3 separate regions of the Mus musculus genome follow, and all the other regions are linked to region 2. A link is a contact called in public ChIA-PET and promoter capture Hi-C data. All regions are on one chromosome and are shown on one strand. The core of a region is the stretch at or near the end of the contact, and the rest is flanking DNA. Distances in the headings are between cores, read along the strand shown.

Region 1 (2,700 bases), core at 154-2,653, 120 kb before region 2:
CAAGTAGCCCTCAAGGTCTGGACCTTATTGTCCAAGAAGGCATTTGTGCTAAGGGTTTGTTTAGCTGTCATCCTGGGCAGCTACTGGGGCTTAGAAAGCCTTAAAGAGTTTCAGTCCGGTACAGGAAACATGTCACTGGGCATCTAACCTTGAAGGCAAGGCACAGACCCCGGCCCCTTTCTGTTTCTCCCTTTGCTTTTACCTAGCTAATGCTTCCTGCCACGCTATACTGTGTCACTGCAGGGCCCAAGTGACAGGGCCAGGACCAAGCAAAATTAACTACAACTGTCCAAACCCTGAGCCAAACGAATTTGTTCCCTTTAGGCTGGCTGTCTCTGGTGTTTGTCACCACACAGGCAAGCTGACCCATAGTAGCATAAATTAATCCTGAGACCAGTTAGATGTTTTATTGTCATCTTACTTAAAAAAAAAAAAAACAAAGCACAACTGGAGCGTAAAGGTGATGAACCGCTGACATAATTACTATTTGTTACAATTTTGTCACAGTTAATACGCTGCATTTCTCTCAGTCTGCAAATGAGCACAAGTCTCCCACTGAGCTATAAATATGGAGAAAATATATACAAATCACCAGCTGCAAACTGACTTTAAAAGAAATCTTCCACCGAGCATAGGGATTCCCACCTTTGATCCTAACATTTAGGAGGCAAAAGCAGGCAGATCTTTTTTGAGTTCAAGGCCAGCCTGATACACACCCACAAATTATTGTGTATTGTGGTTGGAGCGCCCAGCATAACATTCATGTGGGGATTTGAAGGCAAACTTTGGAGTACGGTCTCTCTTTTCTCTATGGGTTCTAGGCATGGATTTGGGTGTACAGGTTGCAACTTTCACAACCGAACCACCCTGCGGGTCCATACTGTTAAGCTTCTGAAGATGCATTTATGTAGGTAAGACGAAAAAGAGTGTGCTGGATCCACGTGCCTGAGCCGATCTGACCTCCCCAAACCCTTCCTCCTGGATAGAATCTGTTGGCCAAGGCTCACCGTGGTGGATTTTAGGACAAACTGAGGGAAGGGAGTCCAAGCCTGCGTCTTTCGTGATCTAGAGAGGGGCAGACCCGGAACCCGATTTCGTGCAGCCCAGCTATAAAGCGGGTATCAAAGTGTGCGCACTCCCACGCGGCCTCGGCCGCCTCACCTTCTCTCGTCTTCCGGGACTCGGCGCCGGTCCACGATGACAGGTTTCGGCGGTGGCTTGAACCCACCGGGCTCTGAAGGCCCGGTGCTCTGAAATCGGCTTGGGCCCGTGCAGACACGGCAGGCATCAGATGCGAAGGCAGCAAGCCGTGGCCTGGCCATTCGGACGCTCCGGGCCAGGTACAGGGACGCCCTACAACTTTCTGCCATGGAGGCCGCCATGTCTACACCCTCAATGAAGGACTACAACTCCCAGAAGTCAGTGCGATGGGGTGTGGCCGGACGGTGGCTCCTATGGGACTAAACTTGCTTCCCGGTGTACCGCCGCTTGTTTGAGGGAGTTATACCTGTAAATGTATATAATTTTCCTCTTCTCCATAATTTGCAAAGTTACACTTCTCTACAGGGTTAGCAAGTTTGTACATTTCACTAAGTACTGTGATCTCATTTGCATTTAGTGAGTGACTATGAAGTGCGTGGAGTGTGTGTGTGTGTGTGTGTGTGTGTGTGTGTGTGTGTGTGAGTGTGATTGCAGGTGCCCATGAAGGACATATGATCCCCTGGAGCTGGAGTTACAGGCAGTGGCAAGGGACCCTATGTGGATGCTGGAAATTGAACATGGGTCCTCTGAAAAATTACGTGTTCCTAACTGCAGAGCCACCCTCTCCAGCCTCCTCAGTTCCACCTTTTATTTGCTTGTGCCTACATGAAAAACACAACTGTCACCTAAAGGGCAAAAGAGATAGTTTATTCTAGAGTCAAGTATTAATGAGGGGCTCAGAACACAAGATTTAGGTCACCACAAATCCATGTTCCAATTACATGTAACAATTCCATGGCATTCCATAGTATCAGAGCAAGAAAGCCATTCCTTAAACACATTGGCAGGTACACCCATTTAGGAATGCTATATCAAAATGGAGATGTCTCTGCTGTATGCCTCAGTTGCGCTGATGGCCTTCTTAGCCTTCAGGTTGATGGAAGTGAGGCGGTTGCTGAATGTAGTCCCTTAATAATAACAAGGCCGTTGGTTCACAAGTAAGTTGGGAATAAATTACCATTTGAGGGACTAATGGGCCAAGATAGTTGGGCTCTGGATCTGCAGCACCACAATGCTTCAAGTCACTCACGTTTTAATTAGTTAATCAGTCTTGTAGAACGTTGCTTCTTTTAGGAAATTTTCGTTTGCCTCTTGTTTGATTATTGGTATTTAGTTCGTTGTTATGAATTCCGTGGGGAGCAATGAGTATCTTCTTTTGCTTAACTTCTGTCTTACTAACCAGCACTACCTGGCTCTCACAGGCTCCAAACAGAATAATAAATGCTAGCTGTTTTGTCAAAAGTTAGAGTCATCAGAGAGGAGAGTACCCCCAACTGAGAAAATGTCTCCATAAGATAGGTCTGTAGGTGGCCTGTAGGACATTTTTTTAAGTTAGTGATTGATGGGGGAGGGTCCAGCCCATTGTGGGTGGTGCCATCCCTGGACTGGTGTTTCTAGATTCTATAAGAAAGCAGGCTGAGCAAGCTATGAGGAGCAAGC
Region 2 (2,913 bases), core at 218-2,717:
TGTTGCTGGAAGGCTTTCCTTTCCTGTGGTGTGGGACAAAAATCCCACAAAGAGCCATCTGTATGGTGATGCTCCGTGATGACATTCTGCTTAGTTCTTCTTCCTTAATTCACACGACCCTGCTACTCTTTTTAAAGAGAGCCCATTTCATAAGCACATTTCCTTCACCTTTAAAGATTGAATACTTCAAGGAGTGCAAGAAACTTCAGGCAGAGAACATGGTTCACTGGCTCGGAGACCAGCTGATCAGACCGGGTCTGGTGTGGCTGTGCCTTCCTACAGGTTTCTGGGCACACTCTGACTTCCCACCATGCAAATGAAATCAGCCTCAGGACCTCCCCAAAGGGCCTCTTCCTGCCCATGGAAACAATGACCCTGCAGGAAGCAAGATAGAGTAATACATTTATTTTTATTTATTAAAGGAAAACAATGACAAAAGCCCTCTTCACCCTGCTTCCTGGGTAATTAACAGATGTCTGATTGTGGTCAAGCCCAGAGAGGGTCATTGGCTAAGGGGGAAGTGACCTGAAGCAGGAAGTGTTAGAGGAGCGTAAAAACAAACAGTCTAGAACTCCAGTGATGTTGGCAGAAAGGTGAGTTAGCATGACTCAAATTACGGTAGGTCGGGAAGCCTGCCTTGAAGCATCCTTTTGCTACCCAGGGAGTCCTTTGCTCGTCTGCTTGCTTTTGCTGAACTTCTCTTGGAGTCTGGATCTGGGATGCTGCACGTAAAAGAAAGTGTTTTCTTATGTCTGAGAAAAACTAGTTAGGCTAGAATGAGAATAGCAGTTTCCAAAATGAAGCCCATGTTGGCCTATGGCTATAATCTCAGCACCCAGGAACCGGATGCAGAAGGAGCAAGATTTTAAGTCCAGTCTGGGATACATGGCAAAATCCTATCTCATAAACAGACAAACCAAATACTATAAAAGTTAGGCCCGTGTAGCAAGTCGGTAAAGGCAGGGCATGCAAATCAGAATGAGTGTTTTCCTATCCTTCATCTCAAGTATGACTTTCTGTCTCACACACGTGAGGACGTGGATCACCCCAGCATTGATGGTTTAATCATGGGTACTAGTACTTACCCACTGTCCTAACGTGTGCTAAAGTTTAAAGGGAGAAGATGAACACAAAGACGTTTTTCCTGATCCTGGCAAAGATTCAGTAAATGGGAGCTCTGTCTGTCTGTCTGTCTGTCTGCCTGCGTGTCTTATCTATCCACCTGTTTTCTTGTCTATCTTCTATCTCCTATTCACCACCCATCTATCTTTCTTCCAACTTATCTACTTATTACCTGTCATTTCTCTATCACCTGTCAATAACCTATCAACCTCCCTCTTTGACTCTCCCCTTTCCTTCCTGTTTTCATCCCTCCCTCTATCTCTTCCTTCTTCCCTCCCTCCCATCCCTGAGAGTGTATATGCCTGATTGTGCAATATGTATTTTTGTCTACGCCTGTGAACATTGTTTGAGTCCAGTGTTGGGAAAAGGTTATCTTAGTTTCTTTTCTTCTGCTGTGAGCAAATGCCTGGTAAGAAGCAACGTGAGAGAGGAAAGATTTGTTTTGGCTCGGATTCTAGGGGATAAAGTTTATCATGGTACAGAATTCATGGTGGTGAGAATCTGTGGCTGACTCGCCACGTCGTGGACGATCAGAGAACAGAGAGCACAGGATATGGGGCAGGGCTATCCATCTGCAGCCCCACCCATCCTGTGACACACTTCCTTCAGCTGGACTCCACCTCTTAAAGGTTTCCTAACTCCTCCAAAGAGCAACACCAGCTGGGACCTAACTGTTGAGATGAGCCTGGAGGATAATTTCACATTAAGACTACAAGGGGGTCCAAAGTGATTCCACGTGTGTTGGGATTGGAAAGTGAAGGACTTCTCCAAGTTCTCACACTGTGTCCGCTCAGTGTTGGAGCATATTGCCAATGTGAGTGTGTCAAAACTCATGGCCTAAGACCATGGCCTTGTAGGGTGTAAAAACAAAAAACAAAAACATTTTTCCTCCTAGCCTCTGCTCCCAGAATGACAAATCTGAGACGAATTATTTATCAATAAGTACCTAGGTCACACACTTAAGCTTGTTCCCTGGCCTGCTCTTAACTTATTATCCCCTTTATTCTAATCTGGATTCAGTTACATGGCTGCTTTCCTCTCCTCTTCTTATGTCTGTCTCCTCAGAGTTCCTGGAGTGAATCTCTCCTTCATTTTATCCTGAGTCCAGCTACCTTCTGGTTTATCTCCATCTCCTCAGAGTTACAGCTCTAATCTCTCCTGCCTCTGACTATTTCCCAGAATTCTCTCTCTCCCTGCCCAATGTCCCACCTCCTATTTTCTTCCTCAGCTCATTGACCATAAGCTTTTTTTCTTGGCAGGTGTTGTTTATAAGAGATTCTCTCTACATATATAGTAGTATATATAATAGTGAGTGGGAGTAAGTCTCCCAAGACATGAGCAGAGTTAGAGTCAGTTGCCTGCTTTAGTGACCTGAATTCTCCAGAGGTCTTTAAAGTTAATCTACTCTGTAAAAGTAACTTTTATTCGCCTGATGTAATTGTCTTCTCAGCGGCTTATGGCTGAGTAAACTCACCCTTTGTAGCTCTTTCTGAACTCTGCTGGCTGGTTCAACTCATACTCTGGCTAAAGTTCCTCTCCAAGCTGACTGATTCAGTGTGGCTTCTCTTGGCTTCTCACTGAATTGTTCTTGTCCCCTAACTCTGGGAGTTTGTTTTAACCTTTTGGCCCCTTCTTCTTCTCTGGCTTCTACTGTGTCTGCTGCCCTGCACTGAACTCATCTGACTCAACAGAATTGACTGACTAGAACTCAGAGTTCTGCTCGACTCTGTCTCCTGAGTGCTGGGATTAAAGGTGTGTGCCACCACGCCTGGGCTAAAGCTTTTCTTTACT
Region 3 (2,735 bases), core at 149-2,648, 98 kb before region 2:
CATGGCTCAGGCGTAGGGTGCCCATGTGTGATGTTGTGATTTGATCCTCCCACCCTGGTCCCTAGCACTGAGTGCTGCTGGCAAGATTCATGTTCGCCTTCTAAGCCCCATGGCTTCTCTCCTTTACAAACTACATTTCCAAAGAGCATTTGCCAACTGACTTCCTCTTTTTTGACCGAGGCAGGAAAAGTATCTTCTAACAGGGCTATCAAGGTGAGAAATGAGAACAAGAAGCAAGAGGCCTGGTGAGATGGCTCAGGGATTAACTGAAGAGTTGGATGCCAGGACCCATGTGACAGAAAGAGAGAACTGACTCCTGAAAGTGCCCTCTGACCACCACGTGACACCTATGTGTCACTTCTGACCTCTACGTTCCATTCCATACTCGGGTCATTCACCCACCCGCAGAACACCTTCAAGCTTGTCACTACTTTATTCTAATTGGATTGTGTTTACATCATTGCTTTTTAAGGGGAAGCAACTGGTTGGAGCTGGATGGAGTAAGGATTGTTTTTTTTTCCCACTGGAAATGCAAAGGAGGACACAGCCTTTTGTTTTTGTCAATTACAGTAGCAAAGAGCCTTCACACACACACACACACACACACACACACACACACACACACACACACACACTTCTGCTTCTTGAGTCACCCCTTCCTGAGAGCCAAAAGAGGCGCTCTTCCTCAAGCCACCGCACGGTGGCGCCTCCTCACAGTCCCGGGGCCTTTCACAAAGCGGCTTTTGTCCCTGCGGGCAAGCAAGCACAGCCACTGTTCCCTGAGCAGAAACCTTGTCCAGGAGTGACCCCACTTGAGCTCACGAGGTTGTCGTTCAGTTGAGTCACAACCATCACCCAGGTGCCAGCTGGTCCCAGGAGCCCTGTGCTGCCCAGTGAGTCTTTGTTTCTAGCTCAGAACAAAAAGGATCCTGGTATCACCTCCCTTGGTAGCACATGAACTTTTGAGAAAGTTTCTGGGGACTCCCTGGAGGGACTTCCAGGGAGTCTCTTTCCTCCTCCACCCCCCTCCACTGCAGACCTGGCTGACAAGGCCTAAGATCACCGCACATTTCTCCCCAGACAAGGGGACTACAAATTTTAAATCTTTCGTGTGCACCCTTCCTGTAAATCACCCTGGCTTGGTGAGAGTTTAAGAGGGAACTGCAACTCGTATGCCTAACATCCAGAACAGTCTGTAGCCTTGACCTTGAAAGCAGACCTGAAACTGATGTAGCCATCTGACCCCCATAAAGTAAGTGACTTTGGATTCCAAAGGCTTGTTGGAGCATGACAATTAGTTATAAAGCATTGCGAAGCTGAGGGTAAGCTCCCTGGAGATGCCAAGCAGAGAACCCAGTGTTTTTGTGGCCTAAATGGAAGTCACAGAAAGTCCTGGCTGTCATGCCAAGAACCAGGCCACAACCCGCCCCATGGAGGAGGAGCCAGTAACCAAAGGCAGCAGAGGTGGCACACAGCTCCAATTTAGGATAGTGTCAGTTGCCATCTGAACAGTGGCTGAGGGTATTTGGGGAAGGCTCTTTCTAATCCCAATGACTGCTTTATTTGATAGACAGTATTAAAGCTACTTTATAGACAAGGAAGGAGAAGGTTACTCGAACAGTTAAGAGCCGCACAGCTCGTTAGCGGAGTTGGGGCTCAGGACCTTAAGGCTCAGGCAATTTCTGTTCCCTTGATTACATGACTCTCCTTGAGGTTGGTGTGCACATTAGAAATGGGGGGTGAAGAGAAGTAGTTGGGCTAGATCTTGCTGGAATACAGGATTCTCTGTGAGGTGTCAAGTTTAGACAAAGGATAGCTTTGCCCGAGAGTCAGCCAGGAGCATCATTGGGTCACAGAGTCCCCATGGGGACTCAGTGGATGGAACAAAGCCAGCAGGAACCCCATAGCTTCTTTGGCATGGCAGTGGGTGGGTTTCCTGTTTGTCCTCCTCTTGTCTTTGCTCCATGAGCCTCTGCCAGGGTTGCAAGCGCATGTATGCACACAGGCAAAGTCACACACGCATGTGTCTGCACACTCACACATGCACATGGCTATACATATGTACATGAACACACACCCACAACCTATTCACAGGCTCACAAATACCCAGCCTTCACCCCCAGCCCCTCTGCCTGTGGGACCCTGCCTCATGGAACGACTTCTGGTTCTGGAGGCCGAGGTTGAGGACAGGTACCCTCTCCGCTGGTCTCCACTTACTTACTGAGGCTTGTCACTGGACCCAGAGCTCACAGATTTGGGCTAGGCTGGTTAGCCAGTCTTTCCCAGGGGACCCACTCTCTCCTTGTCTCTCCTTCTGGAGGCACCAGTTTTTTTTATGTTGGATTTGGGGTACCAGTCCTCATGCCCATGTAGCAAGCACATATCTACTGGACCATTTCCCTAGTCTTCTTATTGTTTATATTTTTGAAAGGGGGCCTTATGTATTCTTTGATATACAGTTACAATGACCTTGAATATCCTTCTTTCCCCTTCACAGTGCTGGGATTATCAGCTTGAACCATTATACTCCATTTAGGGCTCTGAGCACTTGAGGTAAGCTCTGTCCCCAGCCCATAGACAGTGCTTTCGTTCCCAGAAACACACAGCGGGCAGACACCCCACCCCTCCTCTGTCCTCCCTTGTGCTATTCCTGAACCTTGCAGTGGGTGATCTCCTAGGCAGGGAAGGAACTGGAGACAGGGGAAAGGGGATGGGGTGGGCTGCGGAGAGCAGAG

Evidence for each region. Promoter capture Hi-C pulls out the DNA fragments that hold promoters and counts their contacts. ChIA-PET counts read pairs in DNA pulled down with a chosen protein or histone mark.
Region 1: a promoter capture Hi-C map of liver shows a contact between it and region 2. The contact joins the promoter of Mrpl19 here to the enhancer-like site in region 2. A contact is called at or near these places in 2 of 39 promoter capture datasets (both in liver), 4 of 115 datasets of contacts at active chromatin or transcription factors (cardiomyocytes, embryonic stem cells and extraembryonic endoderm stem cells) and 2 of 9 other capture datasets (adipose tissue and liver).
Region 3: a contact with region 2 is called in an H3K27ac ChIA-PET map of liver, with 5 times the contacts expected there. The contact joins two enhancer-like sites. A contact is called at or near these places in 3 of 484 Hi-C or Micro-C datasets (liver and uterus), 10 of 115 datasets of contacts at active chromatin or transcription factors (astrocytes, cardiomyocytes, embryonic stem cells and 5 more) and 1 of 9 other capture datasets (embryonic stem cells).

Annotation. Positions count from the first base shown.
Region 1 is chr6:81,964,546-81,967,245 of GRCm38.p6, forward strand. Mrpl19 (mitochondrial ribosomal protein L19) reads right to left here and starts at 1,404. Exons shown (of 5, transcript NM_026490.2): 1 at 1,162-1,404. The coding sequence starts at 1,382.
Region 2 is chr6:82,084,039-82,086,951 of GRCm38.p6, forward strand. The region is part of intron 2 of Eva1a (eva-1 homolog A (C. elegans)); the gene reads left to right. Among named protein-coding and RNA genes, the nearest start is that of Gm40381, 34 kb to the right of the region's middle. Within about 2 kb of position 1,468, at least 20 of the 459 cell types and tissues checked have an H3K27ac peak or open chromatin away from gene starts, as enhancers often do. A contact at or near this core is called in adipose tissue, hepatocytes and liver, where this site is marked.
Region 3 is chr6:81,986,468-81,989,202 of GRCm38.p6, forward strand. All of the region lies in intron 1 of Gm20383 (predicted gene, 20383), which reads left to right. Among named protein-coding and RNA genes, the nearest start is that of Gm20383, 3.5 kb to the left of the region's middle. Within about 2 kb of position 1,399, at least 73 of the 459 cell types and tissues checked have an H3K27ac peak or open chromatin away from gene starts, as enhancers often do. A contact at or near this core is called in hepatocytes and liver, where this site is marked.